2 separate regions of the Zea mays genome follow, and region 1 is linked to region 2. Evidence: chromatin contacts called from public Hi-C data. All regions are on one chromosome and are shown on one strand. Each heading gives the region's core, a stretch centred on a gene start, on an enhancer-like site or on the middle of the called end of the contact. The rest is flanking DNA. Distances are from core to core; before and after follow the strand shown. Region 1 holds the start of LOC100286157. Region 2 holds the start of LOC100279122.

The links. Hi-C and Micro-C count contacts between places; a contact is called where the count stands out from the background.
Region 1: a contact with region 2 is called in a Hi-C map of tassel, with 4 times the contacts expected there. The contact joins the promoter of LOC100286157 here to the promoter of LOC100279122 in region 2. A contact is called at or near these places in 2 of 25 Hi-C or Micro-C datasets (ear and tassel).

The regions. Positions count from the first base shown.
Region 1 is chr1:123,688,462-123,694,471 of Zm-B73-REFERENCE-NAM-5.0, reverse strand. It overlaps LOC100286157, which reads left to right and starts at 2,973. Exons shown (of 1, transcript NM_001159045.2): 1 at 2,973-5,007. The coding sequence starts at 3,041. The coding sequence ends at 4,648.
Region 2 is chr1:123,471,481-123,478,065 of Zm-B73-REFERENCE-NAM-5.0, reverse strand. It overlaps LOC100279122, which reads left to right and starts at 2,581. Exons shown (of 33, transcript NM_001350807.1): 1 at 2,581-2,840; 2 at 2,919-3,092; 3 at 5,202-5,297. The coding sequence starts at 2,685.

The DNA.
Region 1 (6,010 bases), core at 1,724-4,223, 220 kb before region 2:
TTCTTCTAGTTCTCTCCTATCTCCAGAGTTGGTCGTCTACAAATTAAGGCCAAGTTTTTTCTAGCCTTAAGGTTGTCTTTTGTTTTGTTAGTGATATTCAGGCAAGTGTTGATAATGCTTTCACCCATATTTCGTTCCTGGTGCATCACATCAATGTTATGCATTAGAATCAAGGCTTTCATATAAGGGAGTTCCCATAGGCCACATTTGTGAGTCCAATTATGCTCGGTTCCATAACCTTCAAAATGATTTCCATGTTTGTTTAGTTTCAAATCATCTAGTCTCGCAAGAATCTCTAGACCACTAAGATGCTTGGGTGGTCTCCTCATCACAATCGTGTCCTTTTTAAAAGCGTTCCTATCGAACTTGAACGGGTGATCCTCTGGCAAAAAACATCTATGGCAATCGAAGTAACATATCTTTCCACCAAACTTTAGACGGAAGCATAAAGTGTCTTCAACGCATATCGGACATGTAAAAATCCCATGACAACTCCATCCAGCAAAGATACCATAAGCCATAAAATCATGAATAGACCACAAAAAACGCAACTCTCAGGTTGAACTTCTGTTTCTTGTAACAATCGTATGTCTCGACTCCCTTCCATAAAATTTTCAATTCTTCAATCAGGGGTCTCATCATCACATCGATCTTTGTTCCAGGATGATCCAGACCAGGTATTACAAGACACAAGAAAATAAATTCATATATGTCATGCAAAGAGCTGGCGGAAGGTTGTATGGAACAGCAAAGACGGGGCAGAATGAGTAGGACGATGCAGTTAGATTGAAAGTTGAGAAACCATCTATTGCCAAACCGAAGCGGACATTCCACACTTCATCAGCAAAGCTGGAAAAGGCATTTAGTGCCTTCCATGCATATGTATCAGCTGGGTGCGCCATGACAACTGGATTCTCACATACCCCTTCTTTGTGCCACCTCATGTGTCTGGCTGTATTCTTGGAGATGAACAAATGTTTCAATTGAGGTATAAGAGGCATGTAACGAAGCTGCTTACGTGAAATCTCCGTCGTCACGGTCAAACCATAGTCATTTTCAACCTCTACGAATCTACGCTCACCACATACGGTACACTTCTTTGGACTCGCGGTGTCCTTTTAGAAAAGCATACAGTTATTGTCACAGACATCGATTTTTTCTAGTCCATATCGAGACCAGAGAGCAACTTCTTGGACTGATACATGTCCTTTGGCATCTTGTGATTCTCCAGAAGTACATCACTGATCAAGTTCTGAAGCTCCTTGTAGCAGTTGTTTGAGAATGCAAACTTAGACTTTATAGCCATAAGTCGAGTCACAAACACAAGGATGGTTACTTTCGTGTGCTCGTGCAACGGCTCTTCAGTAGCTCTAAGGAGCTCAAAGAATTTCTAAACCTCACGCGTAGGAGGATCCTCATAATCGGAGGGTTGACCGGGGTTCTCCGAATCGTCGGGTAGAAGCTCATGGCGTACATTGTCAAGCATCTCTTCCATCCTATCGTAGTCCACCTCTTCATGTGACTGAACTTCTGATACAGTACGAGGAGGTGGGTCCTCACCGTGGTGCACCCACACCTCATAACCTCGCATATAACCGTTCTTACAAAGATCTATCGACATAGTCCTCCTATCAAGAAAATAAATATTCCGACACTTGCTACATGGGCACCTAACATCGGTTCTAGTCTCTGACCAAGCAAAAGCAGGGTCGAGGAACACGTTAGTCTTGGCAAGCCAAACTACCACTAAGTAAACTAAAACATTGTCACGAGTTCAACTAATAAACTACCACAATAATATACACGAAATAACATATAATATATACAAATAACATTGTCACGAGTGACAGATTATATAAAATAACCTTATTTTCGAGGGCATAATAATTACCCTCGGAAATTAAAAGTTTAAATTATCTATACACCAGTAAGTAAACTAAAACAAATTAATTTATTACATAATCAAATTCTGGTCGTCGGACATAACAAGCTAAACAATATTAAACATACAAAAAATCTAATACTGAAAAAGACAACTAGAAAACAATATATACATTGCCAAAATTATACTAAAAATTAAAAATACTCACTTAGCGGCTTGACGGCGGGACGGTCGTCAGCGTGGGCGGGGCGGGGCGGGGGACGAGTCGGGGCCACCGGCATCGGGGCAGGTGCCAGGGCGGCGGTGGTGACCGTCGGCGCTAGGCAGAGGCTCGGCGGCAGTGGTGGGCGCTGGGGCGGCGGGCACGAGTAGAGTGGCCTGACCAGGGGCTGGGGCGGTTAACGGCAGCGCGGCGGCGGCGGCAGCGAGCAAGCGGTGGATAGCGCGCAGATGGAAATGAAACGGTGGTGACTGACCACACACGTTAAAATCGATTATGCCTGATAGCCTGCCATCGGACATAAGCTTAAGTCCGACGACTGTCAGTCGGACCGTCGGACATAAGTTTATGTCCGACAAGTCATCGGACATAATCTATTATATCCGATGGCCAACAGAGACCGTCGGATATAAGCTTACGTCCGACGATGGTGTAGAAACCCGTCGGAGATTAAGTGGCCGTTGGATGTGAGTCGTTTTAGTGTAGTGTTTTATAGTGGTTCATACTCCGCTGGATTGAAACCTCGAATCGAGTACGTAGTAGTCCGCGAGATTCATACGAAGCAGAAAATTCCTCCAGTTCATGGCATGGATCTAGCTCTCCAACGTCTCTATCGAAAATACTTTCTGACCGTCGATGGGTCAGCGAAAACAATTTTTCTACGCAAATAGAGGGTAATTTGGGTAAAATCCAAAGGTTTCTTAGCAAATTTGCTTCCATCAGGATTCTGGAACGTGAATTTTGACCGCTAAAATGGCAGTTGTAGCTATCCTCAGTTTCAACTTGACGTCAGTTTACTTTCGTAGCATTTTCGTCTCCAACAAAACAAAACGCCTATAAATTGATTTGCTACCCTTGTCCATTTTCTACCCAACTCCAACCAGCACAACGAAGTCCCGCGCACGCAAAGAAGTCACGTCCAAACTGAAGGTGACAACATGGAGTCCGCGCCGTCAACGGCGGCGGTCATGGAGCGCGAGCGCCTCACGGCCGAGCTGGCCTTCGCGGAGGCCGACGCAGAGCCTAGCAGCTTCGTCGTCAAGATCCGGCGTCGGCTGCCGGACTTCGCGCGCAGCGTCAACCTCAAGTACGTCCGCCTCGGCCTGCGCTCTGGCGCCATCCCTGCGCCCTCCTCATGGGTCCCGCTCGCGCTCGCGCCGTCGCTCCTCGTCGCGGCGGCATACTCGCTCGTTGGCGCGGACAAGTTCTACTCACTCGACCTGCTCACCTGCATCGCGTGGCTCGCCGCGGCGGTGCTGCTGCTCACCGTGTATTTCCTCATGCGCCCAAGGCCGGTGTACCTCGTGGACTTCGCGTGCTACAGGCCGGGCAACGAGCACGCCATCTCCAAGGAGGGCTTCCTGGACATGACAGAGAGCACGGGCTGCTTCAACGCGGAGGCACTCGAGTTCCAGACCAAGATCACCAAGCGCTCCGGACTCGGCGATCGGACGTACCTCCCGCCGGGCATCCAGGCACGGCCGCCGCGGCTGTCTATGGAGGAGGCGCGCGCGGAGGCCGAGGCCGTCATGTTCGGCTGCCTCGACTCGCTATTCTCGGCCACGGGCATCGACCCACGCCGCGATGTGCGCGTGCTCATCGTCAACTGCAGCCTCTTCAACCCGACGCCGTCGCTGGCGTCCATGGTAGTGCACCGCTACAAGATGCGGGAGGACGTCAAGTCGTTCAACCTTGGAGGCATGGGGTGCAGCGCAGGGCTCATCGCCGTGGACCTCGCCAGGGACATGCTGCAGGCGAACCCCGGGTGCTACGCCGTCGTGGTGAGCACCGAGAACATCACGCTGAACTGGTACTTCGGCAACGACCGCTCCATGCTGCTGTCCAACTGCATCTTCCGCATGGGCGGCGCTGCCGCGCTGCTGTCCAACCGCCGCGCCGACGCCGGGCGCGCCAAGTACAGGCTGCTACACACGGTACGCACCCACAAGGGCGCCGCGGACGAGTGCTACGGCTGCGTGTACCAGCGCGAGGACGGCACCGGCCGCGTCGGCGTGTCGCTGGCGCGCGAGCTCATGGCCGTCGCCGGGGACGCGCTCAAGACGAACATCACCACCCTGGGCCCGCTGGTGCTCCCGATATCGGAGCAGCTCAAGTTCCTCAAGTCCCTCGTGCTCCGCCGCGCCCTCCGCTCCCGCGGTGTCCGTCCGTACATCCCGGACTTCCGGCGCGCGTTTGAACACTTCTGCGTGCACGCCGGCGGGCGCGCCGTGCTGGAGGAGGTGCAGCGCAGCCTGGGGCTCAGGGACGCGGACATGGAGCCCAGCAGGTGCACCCTGCACCGCTTCGGCAACACCAGCAGCAGCTCGCTCTGGTACGAGCTCGCCTACGCCGAGGCCAAGGGCCGCGTCCGCCGCGGCCACCGCGTGTGGCAGATCGGATTCGGATCCGGATTCAAGTGCAACAGTGCTGTCTGGCGCGCGCTCCGCGACGTGCCGCCCGTGCACGCCGACGGCGCCGGCGGTGGCAGCAACTGCAACCCGTGGGTGGACAGCATTCAGAGCTACCCGCCAAAAGAGTACATCTGATCGCCATCTTCTTTGTGGTGAATTAATCACGTCCTGTTGGATCAGTTGTACTAGCCGCGACGCAGTAGTGCACGAGAACTGTATGTATGGTGATTTTTTTTTTGTTTCTTCATCAGGTAGGAGCTGAATCTTCTTTCTTCTACCTTTACATACAGTAGTGCATGCGAGAACAAGGCGTTGCCACGCATTGGATTACCGAGTGCTGTGGCTTCTTAATGATTGCGGACCGGTAGACGTATTTAAATTGAGATTATGGTAAGTATGGTAGATGAACAACAAAAAGGAGCAGTTGTAGAATGTGAATGCGTGTAAATTATTCCACCAAAGATTGTACTTCTATGTCAGAATGGTTTTTCTTTTTAAAAACAAAATCGAAGTCGGCCGTCCACCAAAGGGATTTTTTTACATCTCCACGAAAGAGATTGTTTGCAGGCTACCTATGTTCATGCCATACGATTTAAGATGTTACGCATGTGGCGGTTATTTATTTGATTCAGGGTGTGTCGACAATCATTTATATGTGTGGTAGGTGTGTCGGCTTGACGAATCACTGCGAGTGTGTTTGGTTTGAGGTCAAAGTTGAATGAGGCGGAGGCAACACCGTCCCCTCAATTTTTTGGATCACGCCGCCACCAAAAAATTACTCCGGTGTTTAGCTCGCCTCCGCTTGACTCTGATCCAACCACTAAAGAAGTTGTGGCCGTCCCTTCCATTCCTTCTTATACATCCAACCAAACACACCCTACACCTTTCGTCCCCCTCCCCGTGGTCCATTAGGATTCGAACTATAATCTCTAGGATGAGAGCACTCGTCTCTTACCACCGAAACTTATCTTGGTTTATGTTATATAAAGAAATCATATACATGCAACTAGCTAGTCAGCATGAAACAAGAGTGCTCTCATCACCAGTATGCACAGTTGTGCTCGGAACATGACTATCGTTGGCTTGCAGCTGCCCGTGAGTTTTATTCTTTTATGTCATTGTTGGTCTCTGCCATATAGTAACAAATAAAAAAGTGAGAATGGACTGTTTGATAACATGTGGCATCGCAAGAAACACCCTCTCTAGACTTTAGAGAGATAATGCACCGAAACATTACGACATTATTTTTATACAGTCCATGAACTGTAGAAGTTTCTGCATAAGGTTTTTGAGCTCTTAATGTAATTTGCGGGTGTTATTATCCAAAAAATCACAATGAGTGTGTTCTAAGTAATTTAGTGCGTAAAAAGCGCATCTAGAGTTCTTTCATGTGTAGGAGACTTTGTATAAGTGTTCATAAGGTATCCTAGATCTCATCTAGCAATGTGCATTGAGCTATGCTAGCTAGGTTCATGAGAACACTCATTTGAAGGTTTC
Region 2 (6,585 bases), core at 1,332-3,831:
GAGGGGTTCGCGCCTACCTCGCCGAGCGGCAAAGGTGACATTAGTGGAATCGAGGTATTGAGTGATTTCTTGTCCACTTGGCTCAAAGATCAAGTCGTGCCTTGATAGAGGAGCAAGTGAGAGCTTGAAGTCCACCTCAACGTGGATTAGGGGTGATCGGCAAATCACCGATACCACGTGATAAATTTCGGTGTCTCTACCTTCTTGCATTACTTATTGCCTTGCAAGTGATTAGTGTTTTGCATATTGTTCCTCAAGTATTCAATCAACGTAGTTGTTTCTCATACATTATTTACTTGTTGTCACTAGAGAATTATTACTCTTGTTATATTGATTAAATTTACCTAGTGTTTTTTATTTTAGTCAAAACCGCCTATTCACCCCCCTCTAGCCGGTGTCCTAGATCCTACAGGAGGGGCCGCGGCGGGGAGGGGCTCACGCGGGGGGAGGGGCGCGACGGGGGTGGGGCTCGCCAGGGAGGGGCGCCGGGGAGGGGCCGCGGCGAGGAGGGGCTCGCGCGGCGGAGGGGCGCGACGGGGGCGGGGCTCGCTGGGGAGGGGGGCGCCGGGGAGGGGGACGCGGCGGGGCAGGGGAGGGCGCACGGCACGGGCAGGGGAGGGCGCGCGGGCAGGGGGAGGGCGCGCGGCCAGGGGAGTAAGAAAGGGAGGGGGAGGGAGAGAGAGGGAAGGAGAGGGAAGGGGAAGCTCACCTCGGGGATCCAAACTCCGGCGATCACCGTCTCCAAACCCTAGGGCACCACAGGGAGAGAGAGGGAGAGGTGGGAGAGGGAGAGGGAGGTTACTGCGTGGGAGAAATCAAATGAGAGAAAGAGACCAAGGGAGGGGGGCACGCGCATGGGGGCAGGGGCGCCAGGGGCGCGCGGGCCGGACTGGGCCGGGCTGGGTCACATCGCGGATCAAAGTCCACGACACACACAACCACCAATCGGAATCCGGTCGCGAACCAAAATCTGAAACGGGACGAGACGAACACACGACTAACCACGACATCGGACAAAGAAATATGCTTCAGCATGATGCAACACCCATGACATTTAGGTTTTGTTTACACATGACATAGACACCGTCACTATATTGCTTTGAAATTAGGAAGAAGGAGCGAAACGAGAAAAGGAAAGAGAGTAACGTCTGAATTTGGTGAGTAAGTAGAAGAAAAAATTCTACCCACCAAATTCAGGGCGTTACAATGACCACCCTAAAAAACAGTACAACCATGAGGGTGGTATGAGACGCCCTTAACTAATTAATTAGAGGAACTGAGGTGTAGTTTACTTCGCCGTCGTGCCGTCAATGGGGCTTGGTGTATGTGGCTCGCTCCATCGAGGGTGGTTTGCCCCTTGGGGAGGAGTGCGGTATATTTAGAAAACCTAACGGCCGGCTACAACCTCAGGGAATCTTTGTAAAGGCTTCGTAGTGAATCACTGGCCATTCACCTCGGGAGTGAACAAGGATCTTGCAAGCCCGGGCTAGAGAGGGAATCACGGCTCATGGATAAAGTGTGCAACCTCTACAGAGTGTTATGAAACTGATATATCAGCCGTGCTCACGGTTATGAGCGACCTTGAGAGCTCCTTTGATTAGAGATACTATGATTACAAATGATGATGATGATATTTATGGTTTCGATGGTTATGATTATAATTTCTGGTATTCTTTCCGTTTGGAAGGAGTAATTTTGTGCTAATAACTTGGGTTTAATGCTAAAACATGGCTCTCTACTAGTAATCATTACCTGACCAACTAAAAGCAACTGCTTTAATCCTAACCACACATAAAGCTAGTCCACCTCAGCCAAACGGGACAATTGCTGAGTATGTTGATGTGTACTCACCATTGCTTTACAACAACAACCCACAGGTTGCCCACATTGCAACCACTACTCAGGAGAAGATAAAGTCATGGTGGAGGATTTCAAGTAGTTCCAAGACTATGATATATGTTTAAGACTATGTGGATGTCTGTGAAGGTCGTGTATTGCTACGTTTCGTTTTCGCACTCTGATCTATGTTTAATACTATGTGGATGTCTTGGACATCATGATGTAATCAAATTAATACTTTTTTATGTTATTATTCGAGCACCGTGTGATGATGTCCAACTATTAAACTGTTGTGTACGTGAATTGCTAATCCTGACACATATATGGTTTGCATTCGGTTTGCCTTCTAAAACCGGGTGTGACACTTGGAACCACGGGCCTGGGTGAACTCCGGCTGCAGGTCGCGAGGAAGGAGTGGTTGCTCGCGAGAGTTCTCGGCGTTATGCCAGGTCGCATGCTCACGCTCCTGGGCAAGGAAGTTCCGACGGTTTGTTTGGGATTATAAACTGTCAAGATTATATAATCTAACTTATTTATAAGATTTAGTTCAAAATAAGTTAGAAGTAGATTATAATCTTGAACAAATATATCCTTAAGCTATCTTCAGCAGCTTACCTATTTCTAAATTTCAAACTTTAATTTGTAAATAATGCACTATATACGGTGTAGAACATATTAGGTAACCACAATGAATTGCTAGACACATTGTTAAACCCTCCGCCCTCCCTCCATTGTGTCTCCTTTCCCAGAAAAACCCTCGTTCAGCTGCTACACTCACCGCGGTCTCTCTCTGTCCATTTCCCGCCTCCTCGCCGCAACTAGGGTTTCTTAAGCCCTCACCGCCCATGGCGAGCGGCAGGGCGGCTACATCCAGTTCCATCCTCGTCAACGCCGCCGGCACCAGCAAGACCCTGTCCGCATCGCTATGGTGGGACTCCTTCGTCGTCCTCTCCGACGACCTCGACCGAGCCACTGCTGGCCCCTCTGTCCCGGATGCCCTCGTAAGTGCAGTTAATCCCTAGTCCGCCTGCCGCGTTCGCAGAATCATCAGTCGTAACAGTTGGCTTCCTTTGCTGCAGGCTAAGCGGATCAAAAGCCACCACGCGTGGCTCCGAGGGTCGGTCTCTATGTTCGGGAAGCCGAACGACGCGTCCAGGAGCGCACTGGAAGTTGGCGAGGTTGCCGTCGGGGAGCGTCGCCTCACTGTCAAGCCAGAGCTCAAGGAGGCCGCGCTTCGTGCAAGCAAATGCCTGGTAATTTTGCTTCCCCTGTCTCACGTATTGGATGTACATAATAATTAGTAGATTCTGGGTATAGATATCTGTTTCTTTGAGTTCCTGAAGTCCCATATGTTTAGCTTAAATTTGTATTTGGTAGCTAAACTGTGTAGGCCCGTAAGTCGACTAGTGTAGGGGCTTGAGATTCCGTAGAATTGCTTGAATGCTGAGTAGTGACCAAGGTTTTCCCCCCTTTTGTTTCGATCTTGGAATTTTAGTATTATAGATCTCTCAAATATGCCATACAATTTCTTTGAGGGATACCCGTTGATGCTTACTGGTTTGCCAGAGTAATTGACATAACTTAGATTGATTTTTTACTTTGAGTCAGAAGCGCAGAACGCTTTGAAATCTCAAATATTGGCCTGCAGATATTTGTAGTTATAATCATTTATCAGATGACATCATTAATTTAAAATGGTCTTAGCAAAATTTTTCAGCGCTGAAGTTAGCCATGTTTAACATCAATATTGGAAAAGGGCCACCAAGGCACCAGTATATGATTTCCACTAGAATGAGAAGTATTAACGCCACTCTCGGTAGAAATGAAATTTCCCAGGATTTCCATTAGTTCATTACCATGACTTTTTCCTGGATGCCCCCCCTCTAAATTCTTGCAGGAAATCTTAGTGCCAACCAGGAAGGCCTTTTGGCCATCCAATATTCCAATTTGACATAGATGTCTCATTTTTCATTAGCACTGACTACTGATTGACATAGTAAGTATTATGGCAATTGGAGCCATTAGGATAAGGAAATAATAAGTTAGATTGATTTGGTTACTTAGGATAAGGGAAGAGATAAATTAGATCGATTTTGGTTAGTTAGGATAAGGGTCGCTTGCTTAGGGGTCAAGTAAGTCTCTCTATATAAGGAGAGGAGACCTATCAATCTAGTCAGGCAAGAATTAAGAAGGAAAACCCATAGTTATTAAGGCGTCCTCAAGGCGACGCTTAAGCGTCGCCTAGGCGGTAAAGCGCTTGGCCGAGACAAGGCGTCCGCCTCGCCTTACCCCAGCGCCTAAGGCGAGCGGAATGCGAGTGGGAGAGAGGGCTCTGCCCGTTGGCACCCGCGTTAGGGAGGGAAAGGTGGTCGTGAGGGGGCGCCTGAGTGGCCGCGCCGGTTGCTGGCAGCCGGTGGCCTGGAAGGCGCCTGGTGCCTGCCCAGAGTAGATCTAGCGACGAGATAGAGGGGGGGGGGAAGAGGAGAGGGGGCGAGCATGCACAGAGCAGTGCTGGCGGCGATGAGCTCAGTGCTGGGCTGTTGGCGGCGGGGGGGCGGGGGAAGAGCCTGGCAGCTAGGAATGGGAGGGAAGGGAAAGAAGTGGCTGGCAGGTGTGGGGTGGGTAACCTAATTTTGACGGGCTAAGTTGGCTGCTGGGCTGGTTTATGAGCTGCTTGGACTGACTTGACCCTATTTGCTAGTGTAATACATCTATGAGACTATATTTCTATATATTTTATTTCTATTATCTATTTTTATATATTATTAAGGCGTCGCCTCGCCTTATGCCTTATCGCTTAAAAGTTAAAAAGGGGGTTGGTCGCCTTAATTCGCCTTGCCGCCTTAATAACTATGGCCTATGGGAAACCCTTCCCTCTTGCTCGGCCCGTCGGCCGTGGGCAAGCCACCGCCAACATGTACATAACAGCATGAAAGATCCTTTTGTTATTCAACCTTTGCCCTGCCATCCACTTAAGGATATGGCTATTATTCTGCCTCAACATGCAGTGCACAGACATTATTGTTTGTCTTCTCTTAATTTAATCTTGGTTACTGTCATATATATAGTCAGCCTAAAGATTCTCTCAAATTGTTTACTATCATTTGTTTGACAGTACAAAATATTTGTGACAATATGATATATTTGTAACATTTGGTGTACACATTTTTTCCTGAGTGTTTGTCCAATAAAGCTTTGAGAAGTTGAATAGTATTAGCATGATCATTATTTCGATAAATCCCATATTTTCTGCTATTTGATGCAAAATTTGGCTTTTTTTGTGGACCATCCATATACTATCTTAGTATTTTGCTTTTCAAACAAAAAGTTCTGCTGTGTTGCTAATTTTGTATTCTCTCCAGAACCTGGATGAAGTGCAATCATACATTCTGGTCAAGAGATCTTCAGAAGTCTCTCCAACAATCCGTGATGCTGATGCTGAGGAGTTTCTTCATCTGGTATAATTCTGAAAAGATGTTGATTGTAGAAACTGCAATGTCAATGCTGTAGTGTAGTTGTCATTTGATTCTATGCAATTGCACTCTATCCTTCCATGTTGTTTTAAGAAAATTGCAATAAAAAGAAAAGACATACTTCAGGCACAATTTTGTGTGTTTACTTTAGAGCAAGTATAATAAGGTGACGTAGGCGGCTGCAAGAGATGGCTTGTCAGATTTTTGGTGACGTGGAAGAAAGAGAAATGTATTGAGAAAGAAAGCGGACTGCTCACTAGTAGGTAGCTGAAAGTAGGCTGCTCACAGACTTCAAGATACTTTGTGAGAAAGATACTTTGTAGTTAACTAATGACATACAAATACATGGATTATTTGATTGCACATGTAATTACATTGGCCTAAACCTGCCACTAGAAATGTGGTATCTTGGGAGAGATCGCCCTGGATCGGAAATGGCATTTATAAGGGCTGCTGTTTGGGTCGATGCCTGCTACAGTACAGAGCATGGGTCATTGTTCTGTTAGCCGTGAGGACACCTAGAGATATCAGACACACTGGAGCCGCATCTACGGGAACATGGGAGAAGCGTCGGAGACAATGAGGACTAGGGTCTTCCTGCAGACCCGCAGGCAATGAGGTAGCACATGCATCTGATTCCCAAGGAGAGAGCACCAGAGAGAAGGGTGAGGGCGACTGATTTTTCTAGCCCAGGTGTGAGCTGATGTCCGCTGGTGATGAATTTCAGGCGGCGGCTATATGATGGCAAGAGCAGAGAAAGCAACAAGAGGAATGAAAGACGCGGTTGCTAGCTGTCTTGTGTGTGGACTTAGAAGGTTTAGGGAAAGTCATATTGGGCTAAGTGGGCCTTAGAATTACAGTTCAGTAGCATATATCTTTCTTCATACATTCTTTTCTCCCCCCTCTATTTAAGTCTGTAACTTGTGCTCACGAACCTTATGTGTCAGCGAACAGATCGTCCCAAGCTACTGTTCCACAAATAGTTGGTTCACGTTTACAGATGGCAACGGGTAAAATGCCCGCGGATACGAGGTTGTAATACCCGCGCCCGCGAGGCAAAACCCGTGCCCGCGCCCGCGCCCTCCATCCTCCATGGGCATAGTATCAAGCCCATATCCTCTACCCGCGGGTAGAGGATACCCGCGGGCATGCCCGATTACCCGCCATAAAGACAGTAAGTAGCAAAAATGCAAAATACTAAATCATAGTTAACACACACAGCTCTCACAATCTCACAAGTCATACCGACACAGACTTACAGACACACAGTTCT